Linked DNA regions of Sus scrofa: region 1 is linked to region 2. Evidence: chromatin contacts called from public Hi-C data. All regions are on one chromosome and are shown on one strand. The core of a region is the stretch at or near the end of the contact, and the rest is flanking DNA. Distances in the headings are between cores, read along the strand shown. Region 1 holds the start of AOC2 (retina-specific copper amine oxidase). Region 2 holds the start of TMEM106A (transmembrane protein 106A).

Region 1 (6,735 bases), core at 2,730-5,229, 270 kb before region 2:
GTCATTTGACCTTCCTCGTGTCCTTGCCAGGAACCAAGGTGTTTGTGATGCCCAATGGGATGCTAAAAAGCAACCAGCAGCTGGTGGACATTATTGAGAAAGTGAAGCCTGAGATTCGGCTGCTGATCGAGAAATGCAACACGGTGAGGCAGGGGCTGATGACCTAGGGGCTGACCCCAAATAGCCTGGCTTGAGCTATGCAAGACAATGGATGTGGGGCCAGAGGCGTGGAGGTGATGTTGGAGTTGGCAGACTAATTATCTTGACTCCTGTGCTCCTGGCATCTGGCCCCAGCAGCATGAGTTGTATATGTCTTGGCTTAAGTAGAAAAGGCTAAGATCCTCATATGCATATTTTGGTCCCCTCACCCTTCAGGTCAAAATGTGGGTACAACTCCTGATTCCTAGGATAGAAGATGGGAACAACTTTGGGGTGTCCATTCAGGTAATGTGCTTGCATTGGAAATGGGAGAGGAAGGTTTGGGAGGTAATCTCATCTCCCCTGCTTTTGTGTTTTCCCTTTCTCTTTGGTTTGCTGTGGGGTGATGTGGAAGTGGCTTTTAACCTTTTTGTTTTGTTTTTTTTTTTCAGGAAGAGACAGTTGCAGAATTAAGAACTGTTGAGAGTGAAGCAGCTTCTTATCTGGACCAGATTTCTAGGTAGGGCTGCTTGGACTTGGCCCAGGAATTGAGGGCTGGTGAGATGGCATGCGCTGTCTGGGGTCCCCTGCAGCTTTCTCCTCTTCTCTCTCCTTCCAGATATTATATTACAAGAGCCAAATTGGTTTCTAAAATAGCTAAATACCCCCATGTGGTAAGTAAGGGTTTGTGGCCGAGGGTGGAAGTGGTAGGACAGGGAGGCATGCCTTCCTGGGAAGAGCTGCGTGGGACAGTCAGCCCTCGAGGACTAGCCTTTTCTCTGCCCTTCGTCAGGAGGACTATCGGCGCACCGTGACAGAGATTGATGAGAAAGAATATATCAGCCTTCGGCTCATCATATCAGAGCTAAGGAATCAGTATGTAAGTAACCTTGGTCCCCGCCCACAGGTGCTCTGGCTTCTCTTGGTTCTGGTGATCGTTTTCTTGCCACTCTCTGGGGGTTGAGATGAGAGATGGAGGTAAAATGAGTGGAACAAATTCCTCCCATCAACCGGGTGTTGAGAACTCTGGGGTCACTGACGGTATCTAGCCGGGTATCCTTTCTTTGTACCTGGCTGGGAGGGAGCACGATATGCAGTACAGTATAGGGGTGAAGCTGGGGGTGTGAGAGTCAGCCTTGGGTTTGGAACCAATTCTGCCTGTAATGTGTGGCCTTGGGCAGGTTTAACCTCAAGCTTCAATTTCTTCATCTCTGACACATTAAAGAACCCGGTGCAATTCTTAGTGTGTTAAATGCTTAGTAAGTGTTAGTTATTGGACACTTGGGGCCTTGGAGATACCCAGGTGTGCCCAGTTGGGGGAATAAGAGAGGTCATAGGGCAGCTACCCTGAATTCAGGTTCAAGCGAGTGAGATCAGGGCTATGTGAACGATTGCTGGGGGCTTTGGGGGTTTGTCTTGTTTCCCTAGGCAGGTGGGGGTAGAACAGACGTGTGATTCCCTGATCCGTCTTCTCCCAGGTCACTCTACATGACATGATCCTGAAAAACATCGAGAAGATCAAACGGCCCCGGAGCAGCAATGCAGAGACACTGTACTGAGGCCAGGGCCAGGGCCAGGGGACTCTGTGAGTCTGGCTCAAGACCGACATTGCCTTGGTTTGTTACATGACTATCGTGATGGGGAAACTGGCTGGAAATAGTAATCACACCTCTCTCTGTTTTTAGTTAGAGTCTAATGAAACTCTCATGTAGTTCTGTGACGTGTTTACCTCTTTTTTCAGGCCTCAGGAACTCTTCTATTTCCTTCCCTCATACCCCAGACCCCCGTCCTAATTTCTGGAGTACTCCAGGTTTGTGTGCGCAGGATGTTGGCACAAGTTTACTTGTGTTTTCTCTCCCCACTTCCCTTCTGTGTCTTGGGCTTTATGTTTTCTTCCCTTTGATGTTCAGTTGGTTAGAAGTTGAGGGAACTTGAAGGAAAGTGCTAGGTATTTTGTAGGAACTGGGGCTGGATGGGGGAACCAGCTTCTCTCTTCCTGATGGCAGGTTAGTATCTCTTGCCTCTGTGGGACATTGGATCCTCCCTGCCACAGTTGCCCTGGTGATGACTTAGGGTTTCCCATCCACATACATGACACCTTGAACCTGATCACGACAAGAAACACCTTAGACCTTCTGCCAAGTCCCTAGCTCCTTCAGATATTTTTATAAGTAGGATTTTCACATACACAGATGTGCATCTCACACACACACACACGTACATGCGCGCCCTCCGACTCTGTTACTTGATGCCTCCCCCACTCTGCCCCACCCACAGACCTTGTCTGTCAGTCTGTCTGTGTCTCACACACACATACACCGTTCAGAAGGTGATAGTTGTTTAAGTCCTTATCTGCTGGGACCCATTGTCTCCTGACATTAGCCTCTTGGTGCTTGAGGCTGGTGGGTTGGAAGACAGCTGAGAGATGAGAAGCAGAGGGAGTGGGGAAGGCCCCTTCCTCTGTGACTCGGGTCCTTTTGGACGAGTTGAAATTGGTGTGGGGGTGACCAGAAGCTGCTGCTCCTACTGGGCTTTCCCGTTGGGAAAAATGTTTCTCTTATTTATAGTGTTGTGCTTCCAGGGAAAGCAGTCACTTGTATGTGTATGTGTGTGCATGCACACGTAGGCATGTACACGTTGTGTGTATGTGGACATCTGTTGGGCAAGTCAAAACCATAGAAGAGTTGCCTCTTATCTCTCGAATCGTCTGGAGATATCACTTGTTACAGCTTTTGTGTTGACCCTCATCAACCCCCACTTTTTTATTCTCACCACTGGAGAGAGAGTCTGTCGGTGACTCTCTCGGTGTCTAATTCTGACTTTTATTCTTTGTCTTGTCTCTGTCTTCCAACCTCCAATCATATTTCCACCTGGATGCATCATCTTTACTCCCAGTGCGCTGTAGAGAAGGAGTTCGGGTGTGGTCTTCCCGTGAATAGTACTCAGTAACAAACCAATTGCATTTTAGTTGGGCAGTGCTCCTACCCACCCTCAGACCCCTTTCAACGAAAACCCTCCCTTCCTCCCAACATGTGTTTCTCAGTTTCCCTTTTTGTTTGTTGGATTGTTCTAGTGCCCCTGCTCCCCACCTTACCACCCTTGGATCGTAATGTAAAATTCTTTTACCATGTCAAGAAATTATTAAAAATACAGGTACTTTGACCTCTTTCTAAAGCCGCAGACCCTGATGCGATGCTCTGGTGGCCAGGGACACACCCGTACTCTGTGCACATTGGGATACTCACCTCCATGTGTATACCTCCAGCCGCCCTATGGGGTGTCTTTATACCATTTGAGCTGCCTCTTTTCTTGGGAATAATGGAAAGATGGAGGCTTCTGCCTCCCAAGAGGCAAGGGTGGGTCCTTCATTTGTGTTCAGGCTGAATCACATGAAAGTTAGCTCTTCCCAGACCTAAGCTGCCTTCTACCCTCACAAGACCCCAGCTCCTTCCTTCCTTCTCCAGCGATACCCATGAACTGCCAGTAGAGGCTGCTCTAGATCCGTGCGTGGGGAATCACCCGGTTCAAGGCACAACCTACTCGGTCATTTCCTTTACTTTATACTAATACTTCCCTTCGAATAATGTCTTAAGTTTCTTGAGGTGATGCCAGGGACCCCTGGTTTTGGTTTTCAAATGACTTGGAGGGCTGTCTAGGACCCTAGCTCCCTCTGAAATAAAGTTTCTTCAACTTCCACCTTGCAAAGTAGCGTTCTCATATCCGATGATCTGGTACCCATTGTCTCTGCAGAAAAAGATTTAGGGTCTTGAACAATGGAGGTTCATCTGCTCTGTTCTGTTTCAGAGATCGCTGACAATTTTTGAACCTCCCCTGTGGCAGGCGCTAAGCATTCTGGGCATGATCACATTTACTTTTCATGAATCTCTGGGGAAGTTTTATCCCTTCTTTATAGGTGAGGACACTGAGATTCATGATAAGTAATGCCCTTGAGATCACACAGCTTAGGAACCCACGATTGGTGTACAGGTCTGACTGCTGCGCCTAGGCCTTCGCTGCTCCTTTCCCACCAACTACATGCAAGTGGTCTGAGACTACAAATCAAGGGCTTGGCCTTAGGCAGCTGGCAGAACACAGTGCTTACCGCTGAACTGGGCAGTGGATCCTGGAAATGTTGGGGGTAGTGCCTGCCAGGAGGTAGGAAAATGGACAGAGTGTCTGCATGTAGCACCCAGGACTTGACTGGGCACCTGAGATTTGCATTCTTCCTCAGACCCATTCAGGGTGGAAAGTAGAGTTTAGCGTATATACAAATGCCCTCTAATCTGGTCTAAATAATAGTGATGGGTACTGACCATGCTGCTGGGAGGAGTTCAGGGGGAGGAGAGAGGCTGTGCACGTGGAAGGAATACCTTGAGCCAAACCACAGAACAGAAAATTGGAGCAGAATGATATAAATCAAGGTCAGAATTTTCCTGTCCAACCCACAGGGCGGAGTTTTCTCTATTCCTCTCCATCCCACTGCATATAAACTGGGATTTGATGTCAGTAACTGGAAGGAGCTGCTGGTAGGCCTCTCATTTCAGCTCTCAGCTTTCACCATGAACCTCAAGGTAGTCCTCGTGTTGCTGGCACTGTCCCTCATTACCATCTTTGCTCTGGCCTATGTCTTGCTGACCAGCCAAGGTGGCTCCAGCCAGCCTCCCCACTGCCCCTCTGTATCCCACAGTGCCCAGCCCTGGACACACCCTGGCCAGAGCCAGCTGTTTGCAGACCTGAGCCGAGAAGAGCTGACGGCTGTGATGAACTTTCTGACCCAGAAACTGGGGCCAGGCCTGGGGGAGGCCGCCCAGGCCCGACCCGCAGACAACTGCATCTTCTCAGTGGAGCTGCAGCTGCCCCCCAAGGCGGCAGCCCTGGCCCACCTGGACAGGGGGAGTCCCCCGCCTGCCCGGGAGGCCCTGGCCATCATCTTCTTTGGCGGACAACCCCAGCCCAATGTGACCGAGCTGGTGGTGGGGCCGCTGCCCCAGCCCTCCTACGTGCGGGATGTGACTGTGGAGCGTCACGGAGGCCCCCTGCCCTACCACCGACGCCCCGTGCTGGGAAATGAGTCCGCCCAGATGTGGAAGCATTTGAAAGAGGTGGAGCTCCCCAAGGCACCAGTCTTCCTGGCTTCTGTCTGCAGCTACAATGGCTCCAATTTGGCAGCTCTGCATGCCACCCCTCGTGGCTTACGCTCAGGGGACCGTGCTACCTGGATGGCCCTCTACCATAACATCTCAGGTGTTGGGATTTTTCTTCATCCTGTGGGGCTGGAGCTCCTGCTGGACCACAGGGCTCTGGACCCTGTCCGCTGGGCTGTCCGGCAGGTCTTCTACCTTGGGCGCTACTATGCCGACTTGGGCCAGTTGGAATGGGAGTTTAAGGCTGGCCGGCTGGAGGTGGTTAGAGTTCCTCTACCCCTGCCAGATGGGGCCTCATCCCTGCGGTCCCGGATCTCCCCCGGGCCTCTTCCCCCTCTTCAGTTCTCACCCCAAGGCTCCCGGTACAGTGTACAAGGGCACCTGGTGGCATCCTCCCTCTGGACATTTACATTTGGCCATGGGGTGTTCAGTGGCCTGAGGATTTTTGATGTTCGGTTCAAGGGCGAGCGAGTGGCCTATGAAGTTAGTGTCCAGGAATGTGTATCCATCTATGGTGCCGATTCACCCAAGACAATGATGACCCGATACCTGGATAGCAGCTATGGACTTGGCCGTCACAGCCGGGGCTTGGTGCGGGGAGTGGACTGCCCCTATCAGTCTACCATGGTGGACATCCACGTGTTAGTGGGCAGAGGGGCAGTCCAGCTGCTCCCAGGGGCTGTGTGTGTATTCGAGGAGGCCCAGGGGGTACCCCTCCGAAGGCACCACAATCACCTTCAGAGTCATTTCTATGGTGGTTTGGCTGGCTCAGCCCTTGTAGTCAGGTCTGTATCCTCCGTAGGCAACTATGACTACATTTGGGACTTTGTATTGCACCCAAACGGGGCACTTGAAGGGCGGGTCCGTGCCACGGGCTACATCAACACAGCTTTCCTTAGCGGAGAGGAGAGCCTCCTCTTTGGGAACCGAGTAGGGGAGCGAGTGCTGGGGGCGGTGCACACACACGCCTTCCACTTCAAGCTGGACCTGGATGTGGCAGGTGAGTACCCAGGGGATGAGACTTGGGAACAGCGGTGGGCCAGAGGGAAGGGAGGCCCCCCCGCCACGTGAAGCTCAAAGTGGCAAGAGGGCGGCATTTCAGCACTGCAGTTGCGGCAAAAGCAGGGACTGATTGGAATGAAATGAGCCTGAGGTACTGGGCTTACGGTTATTTGACAAAAGTTAGAGAGGCTTCCCCTGCCCAGCCGCTCCGACCTGCTGTGATTGTGGGACTAAATGCAGCGGCTGCGCTGGGCTAGCCAGCCTCCTTAGCCCGTCTGTGGGTGGTGAACTTGCCCTGTCTGAGGCTGGGGTTGGGGCTCTGAGTTCTTCCTAATTCTGAGAGTCACCGGAAGTGGGAAAAGCGGGGGCCTGAGACAAAGATAGGACACAGTCTGTCTAAAGAGGTTTTCGGCGTGGAGGTGGTCCTGGCACCTGAGAAAAGGAGGTCCTA
Region 2 (6,299 bases), core at 3,658-6,157:
TTTCCCTCAAGGAAATTTTTTCTTTCCAGGGTTAGAGCCCAAATTATCTTATAGGAAGATAATGGTTTGTGTTTCCTTAGGAAGATAATTTGGTTTTTCTCCACAGGCACCACCACCATGGGAACAGCATTGCTGGAGGACTGATGAAGGGGGCTTTGTCTGTTGCTGCCTCCGCATACAAGGCCTTGTTTGCTGGGCCACCAGTCACTGCACAGGTCAGTGTATGTTTTATTTTCCTGAACCAAATCCAAGTCACCAGGGAAAACGATGGCATCTCTCTGTGTTGGAGAGAGTAGTGTTGCATCACGGAAAACATGAGCTTTAAGGTTTTGTGTTTTTTTGTTTTTTTTTTTTTTTTTGGCCACACAAAATTATGGCTAAAATTTTAAAAAGTGTATTTATTTTCTTTTGCCACACCCATGGCATATGGAAGTTCCCCAGGCCAGGAATGGAATCTGAGCCGCAGCTGTGACCTGCGCCCCAGTGGGAATTCCTAAGTTTAATCTTTGGTTAACACACAACTCTGCCACCTTCCAGCTGCATGACATTGGCTATATTACTTAAAGGAGGAAAGAAAAAAGACCTGATGTTTTAAGGCCAGTGGGAAGCCACTGAAGTGTTTTAGAAAAGTAATTAACATAATCAGATTTGTCCTTAGTAGGATCACTCCACTCCACCATAGTGTAGAGGCTGGAGGAGCCGAAAAGAAATCCATTTGGGAATCCCAAGTGTAGGTCAAAGAAATAAAGGGATGGAGATGATTAAGTGGCTAGAAAGAAGTCAGGGATAAAAGTTTCTGGCTTAGGTTTGGCCTGGAAATAAAGTCATGTGTGTACAGGTTATAGCAGGAGCCATGTGATTAGATATGATTTTCCAGGAAGAATGGGTAAAGCTAGAAGCAGCCTCTAAAGATCATGGAAAGAAGAAGGGCCCTGCAGAGAGGACTGGGATTTAGAGGAAAATGAAGGAGGGGGTTCTGTGCTGGAGCTTAGGGAAGGGAGTTTTAATGAGGAGGACATAGCCAGCAGCATGAGATCCTGCAGAGAAGTGTGAAGGGATAGAGAGGACTTTGAGAGTACAAGTCTGTCTCATTTTTATTTTTTTATTTTTATTTTTCTGTCTTTTTAGGGCTGCACTTGTGGCATATGGAAGTTCCCAGGCTAGGGGTCCAATTGGAGCTGTAGCCACTGGCCTACAGCCACAGCAACACAGGATCCGAGCCGCATCTGCAACCTACACCACAGCTCATGGCAACGCCAGATCCTTAACCCACTGAGCAAGGCCAGGGATCGAACCCCCATCCTTATGAATGCTAATCAGATTCACTAACCACTGAGCCACAACAGGATCTTCAAGTCTGTCTCACTTTTTTTCTTTTTTTTTTTTTTTTTTTTTTTTTGTCTTTTTGCTATTTCTTGGGCCGCTCCCGCGGCATATGGAGGTTCCCAGGCTAGGGGTCCAATCGGAGCTGTAGCCACCAGCCTATGCCAGAGCCACAGCAACGCAGGATCCAAGCCGCGTCTGCAACCTACACCACAGCTCACGGCAACACCGGATCGTTAACCCACTGAGCAAGGGCAGGGATCGAACCCACAACCTCATGGTTCCTAGTCAGATTCGTTAACCACTGCGCCACGACGGGAACTCCTGTCTCACTTTTAAATAGCTGGACTGTATGAAGGGAAAAAGAGAGCAAACACTGAGACATGTGAGGCAGAGGGAGACTGTTTTTTAAAGATGCGTGAGCCAGTCAGTAGCAAAGAAGGTTAATAATCAGAATGAGATAGGAATAATTAATAGAACATTAGTATTTATGAATAATCAATGGGAAAATATTTCTGAGGTGGTGGGAGGTAATGAGATACAAAGCAAAGTACACGTGGAAGGAGTGCCCTTTGTGGCTCAGTGGTAACGAACCCAACTAGTATCCATGAGGATGTGGGTTCAGTCCCTGGTCTCACTCAGTGAGTTAAGGATCCAGCATTGCCATGAGCTGTGGTGTAGGTCACAGTCGTGGCTCCGGTCCTGGGTTGCTATTGCTGTGCAGCAACCAGGCCAGCAGCTACAGCTCTGATTTGACCCCTAGCCTGGGAACTTCCATATGTCGTGGGTGCGGCCCTAAAAAGACAAAAAAGAAAGTGCATGTGGAAGGATTAACTTGGAAAGGAAGATGGATAATTTATTCTGAAGTAAGAGGGAAGAAGGGAACAGTGGAAGAGGGCAGTACCAGAGGCGGTGCTCAACACATTGGCATACTTTCTCTTCTTCATGGGCTCAACAACCCTGCAAAATTAAGTATTCTGTGTCTTCATTTTCATTAAGAAAATTGGTGCTCAACACAGTTGGTAAGTAAATGGTAAGAGGGTGTTTTAAGTGTTAGGAGGATTAAAGGAGACTATGTGTTCACCACAGGGCTTGGCCCAAAGAAGGAGGTAAATAAATATTCTATTATTTAAAAGAAAAAAAAAAAAAAAAGCCAAGAAGGTGCCCAGGATATAGTTTCCCACAGTTTTTTGTCCAGCTCCTCTGCATATCTGACTAAATTGCCCATCCTTTTCTTCCAGGATCAGTCTCTTCTCTTGCTTCTGCTTGCCCCATCATGATGATTACCTTTTTCTTCACAGGTTTTTCCAGAGTTTGTTTGCATCTTTCCCTTTATCTGGCCTCATTCAAAGGGCAGTTCATTAGTCACCTAGTTTGGGGTACTTTGGGTACTTCCCAGTTCTTCCCATCCCCTCGGAAATCCCATTATCATCGGGTGAACAGAAGTGCCATAGCCTTGTACCTAATTACCTAGTATTTTGAACACCTCTGGAAAGATCAGTGTGACTTAAGATAATAAGAATTTATAAGATAAACGCAAATTATACAGAAAATGTTGTTCTGCTTTTCTTGACTCTACACAGCCAATAGTTTCTGAAGATCAGACAGCAGCCCTGATGGCCCATCTCTTTGAAATGGGATTCTGTGACAGGCAGCTGAACCTAAGGCTGCTGAAGAAACACAACTACAACATCCTACAGGTTGTGACAGAACTCCTTCAGGTCAACAACAACGACTGGTACAGCCACCGCTACTGAGGAGTGACCTTGTATTAAATTACTTTGCCTGCTGCTCAGAGATGATCTTTATTCTGTTGTTGGGGTGTAGGGGAGAGGCCCTTGCTTATTTTTAATCTAATGAATCTACATAGAGCCCATCATTGAACTATCAAGACAAAACCTGCACTGCAGTATTTTTTTGGAGCAAATCAAAGACCAGAACTTAAAGTTTCACTTTAGACATTGGATGAATTGTATGAAGAGCGTTTTTCAGTTGATTTGGATAAAACTCCTTTCTCCGTTTTAGCACACTGAAGAGTATAACTTAAACTTCCTATAGAACCATTTTTCTTTCTGCTTGTATTGAAGTTGAGTATTTTTCTTTGCTTAAGGTGGATGTTTTTATGAGGATATCTGTTGTCAGTTTTTAAAAGAAATTAACCTTGGAAGTCGTTTTCAAGAATTATTCTCATAATCTCTCAAACCTATCCCAAGCCTCATAGCTAGGTGGTATTAAAATGACACCCAGAGTGTGATAGGAATTTTGTTACTCTTCCCTTCTCAAGGAGAAAGTCATTTCCCTGAAAGCCTTAGTAACTGGCACTGTTGTTTTTTAAAGACCCCACTGATGGCATTTAAGAATATCCACCTTCTGGGTCTCTTCAGTGACAGGAGGGAGGAGTATGCTAATTAACCCACCAGCACCTGTTGAGCAGTGTCTATTGTAGTAATTTTGCATACATTTTATTTTATTTAAGGGAAAAAAAATTAGGTAGTGTGAAATATTTTGCTAATCCTATAAAAAAAAACTCCTCTATTAAAAGGAAGAGTAAATTTAACAGTTACCTTTTATGTCAGGGGGCAGGTCTTATTTACAGTAGGGGCGGGTGGGGGTGATAGATACATGAGACGTGAAAGGCAGGCTCCTGTGTGATTCTCAGTAAAGTTCAGGGGCAGGCAAATGAGTATGTGTGAGGCCTAGGAAGTCCTGATGGCTTCTTGAATGTTTGAAATCTGCTCAAAGTTATCTAGCCCCAGAGTGCCTAGAAGAGGAAAAAGAGGCTGGTGTTTCACAAAACTTGGATGGGGGTGAGCTTGCTAAAAAAGTTTTGGCTTAATCCCAGGGTAAGTGAGTGGGAAGGAGCTTGTTTACTAAAAGGGGTCCAGATCCTCACTCTGTTTGCAGAAGAGGGCCTTGGGTACAGTTGGTAAAGCGGTAAAATACACTAAATATTTTATTCATTAAAGTTACTTGCAGAAAAAGAAGAACCTGACCCCCAGCGGAAGGGAGGAGGATAGTTTAAAAAAAAAAATAGTATTATTTAACCTGGTTGGTATTATAATGAATGGTGGTTTAAGTTAATCATTAGCCATAATGTTTATTTACAGTATAAGGCTTGAATGCTATTAAGTCAGTCAGGATTCAGACTGCAAGCCAACCAGGCTGTTTATTATTTAAACCGTTTACGGCTTCTGGGTCGAGGCAGAGCGGCAGGGTGTGAAGCGGGAGGGTTAATTTGGGATGGGACCTGTCTTGACCATCTGAGTCGTACTGTAGGGGTCCGTGACGGCCCTGGGGTCCAGTCGTCTGTCTCATTGTATTTGTGCATAACTGGTTAAAGAATGGTGAAATAAAGGTTCTTTGAAACTCTTTCCTGGACTGGCTGGTCCTTGCGGAAGCAGCAACCGGGACCTCGCTTAGCCTTTGAAGAGCTGAGAAATTCTCTGGCGGCTGTGTTGGGAGAGGAGAGGCCCTGGAAGGGAGGGGGAGGGCCCGGGGAGGGAGGGGGGGCGGCTCGGAGGAGCGGGGGCGGAGCTTCTCAAGGTTTTGCGAGTCAAAGCTTGCGGCCAGCCCCCGGTTCCCGCACTTTCGATTCCACTTTGCAGCCGTTTGTGTCACTGCCGTCGCACGGGGGTAAGGCATTCCGGGACCCTCCTTCCCTTCTCTCCCTTCGGGAGGCAACGGGCCAGGCCCCTTGTGTACCTCCTCCTAGCCCAGCACACAGGCACACGCGGGTACCAGGCTCTACTAACGGCCTCTCAGAGGGTGGGTGGGACTTTAAATCCTCCTCCGAAGTCCCAGTCTCAGCCCTCTCCCATCGCCCGGCCCATGACGGAGCCCCAGAGTAGGGCGTGAAGCAGCTGGACCCCCTGAGAAGGCCAGGGTCGCTGCTCTCCACCTCCTCCAGTGCCGCTCATTTGCTCCCCCAGGACTCTGCTGGAAGGAGGCCAGTGGCCCCTGGAGCCACCCTATCCTACAGGCCCTCCTCCCCAAAGAGGCACTGCAGAAGTCTCACTCTCTTGCAGCTGAGATGAGCCGGGGATCTCTGACCTAAACCAGGTGAGGCACCATTTCTTTTAGCCTGGAAAGTCTGAGTGCTGCTCAGCTTGCTCACTCATCTGCTACCAGTCTTTTGGGAAGAATCTGGTTTTAGTCTTGACCCTTCCTAGTGAAGGACTGACCCTGACATCACTATCACCCACTTTCCTACAATCTGTCCCACCCCACCTCAGAAAATAAAGTGGAAGAGGTTTATGCTCCCTCCCAGGACCTTTTTTTTTTTTTTTTTTTTTTTTGTCTTTTTGCTATTTCTTGGGCCACTCCCGCGGCATATGGAGGTTCCCAGGCTAGGGGCTGAATCGGAGCTGTAGCCACTGGCCTACGCCAGAGCCACAGCAACGCGGGATCCGAGCCGCGTCTGGGACCTACACCACAGCTCAAGGCAACGCCGGATCGTTAACCCACTGAGCAAGGGCAGGGACCGAACCCGCAACCTCATGGTTCCTAGTCGGATTTGTTAACCACTGTGCCACGACAGGAACTCCTCAGGACCATTTTAGGGTTTTCATCTACACCTGTGACCAGTCTAGCCCCGTTTCTCTTATTTCAAAGAATCCCCACCTTCCTATTAAGCCAGCGCCTGCCCAGGCTCGGGAATGGAAGGAAGCTTTTCTTTCAAACCCAGCCTAGGAAACATCAGGCATTTCTGCCCAGGTGCTCTAGAGACCTCTTCAAAGTCATCTTGTCACAGGGGATGGAGGGACTGTCCTGGCTGCTGCCCCCCAGCCCTAACTTCCTTCCCTTGAAGTTAATGACAGCTCAGCAACTTTCCCAGAACAAAATAAGCACTTTGCCTTTCACTTATGAAAGTCCCTTAAAGTGAAATAACTTCTGCTCTGCTTTTCCCTCTTTTGTAGGCAGATTGAATTCTCCTACAAAAATGAAAGGAGTGGGAATTCCCATCGTGGCTCAGTGGT

Evidence for each region. Hi-C and Micro-C count contacts between places; a contact is called where the count stands out from the background.
Region 1: a contact with region 2 is called in a Hi-C map of epiblast stem cells, with 2.4 times the contacts expected there. The contact joins the promoter of AOC2 here to the promoter of TMEM106A in region 2. A contact is called at or near these places in 1 of 5 promoter capture datasets (fetal liver), 1 of 47 Hi-C or Micro-C datasets (epiblast stem cells) and 1 of 2 datasets of contacts at active chromatin or transcription factors (alveolar macrophages).

What each region holds. Positions count from the first base shown.
Region 1 is chr12:20,025,211-20,031,945 of Sscrofa11.1, reverse strand. AOC2 (retina-specific copper amine oxidase) reads left to right here and starts at 3,979. Exons shown (of 4, transcript XM_003131393.4): 1 at 3,979-6,282. The coding sequence starts at 4,698. PSME3 (proteasome activator subunit 3) reads left to right here. Exons shown (of 11, transcript NM_214348.1): 6 at 31-143; 7 at 376-444; 8 at 591-658; 9 at 758-812; 10 at 932-1,018; 11 at 1,617-1,749. The coding sequence ends at 1,697.
Region 2 is chr12:19,754,130-19,760,428 of Sscrofa11.1, reverse strand. It overlaps TMEM106A (transmembrane protein 106A), which reads left to right and starts at 4,907. Exons shown (of 9, transcript NM_001244554.1): 1 at 4,907-4,956; 2 at 5,253-5,382. It overlaps NBR1 (next to BRCA1 gene 1 protein), which reads left to right. Exons shown (of 21, transcript XM_005656955.3): 20 at 107-215; 21 at 2,907-4,696. The coding sequence ends at 3,080.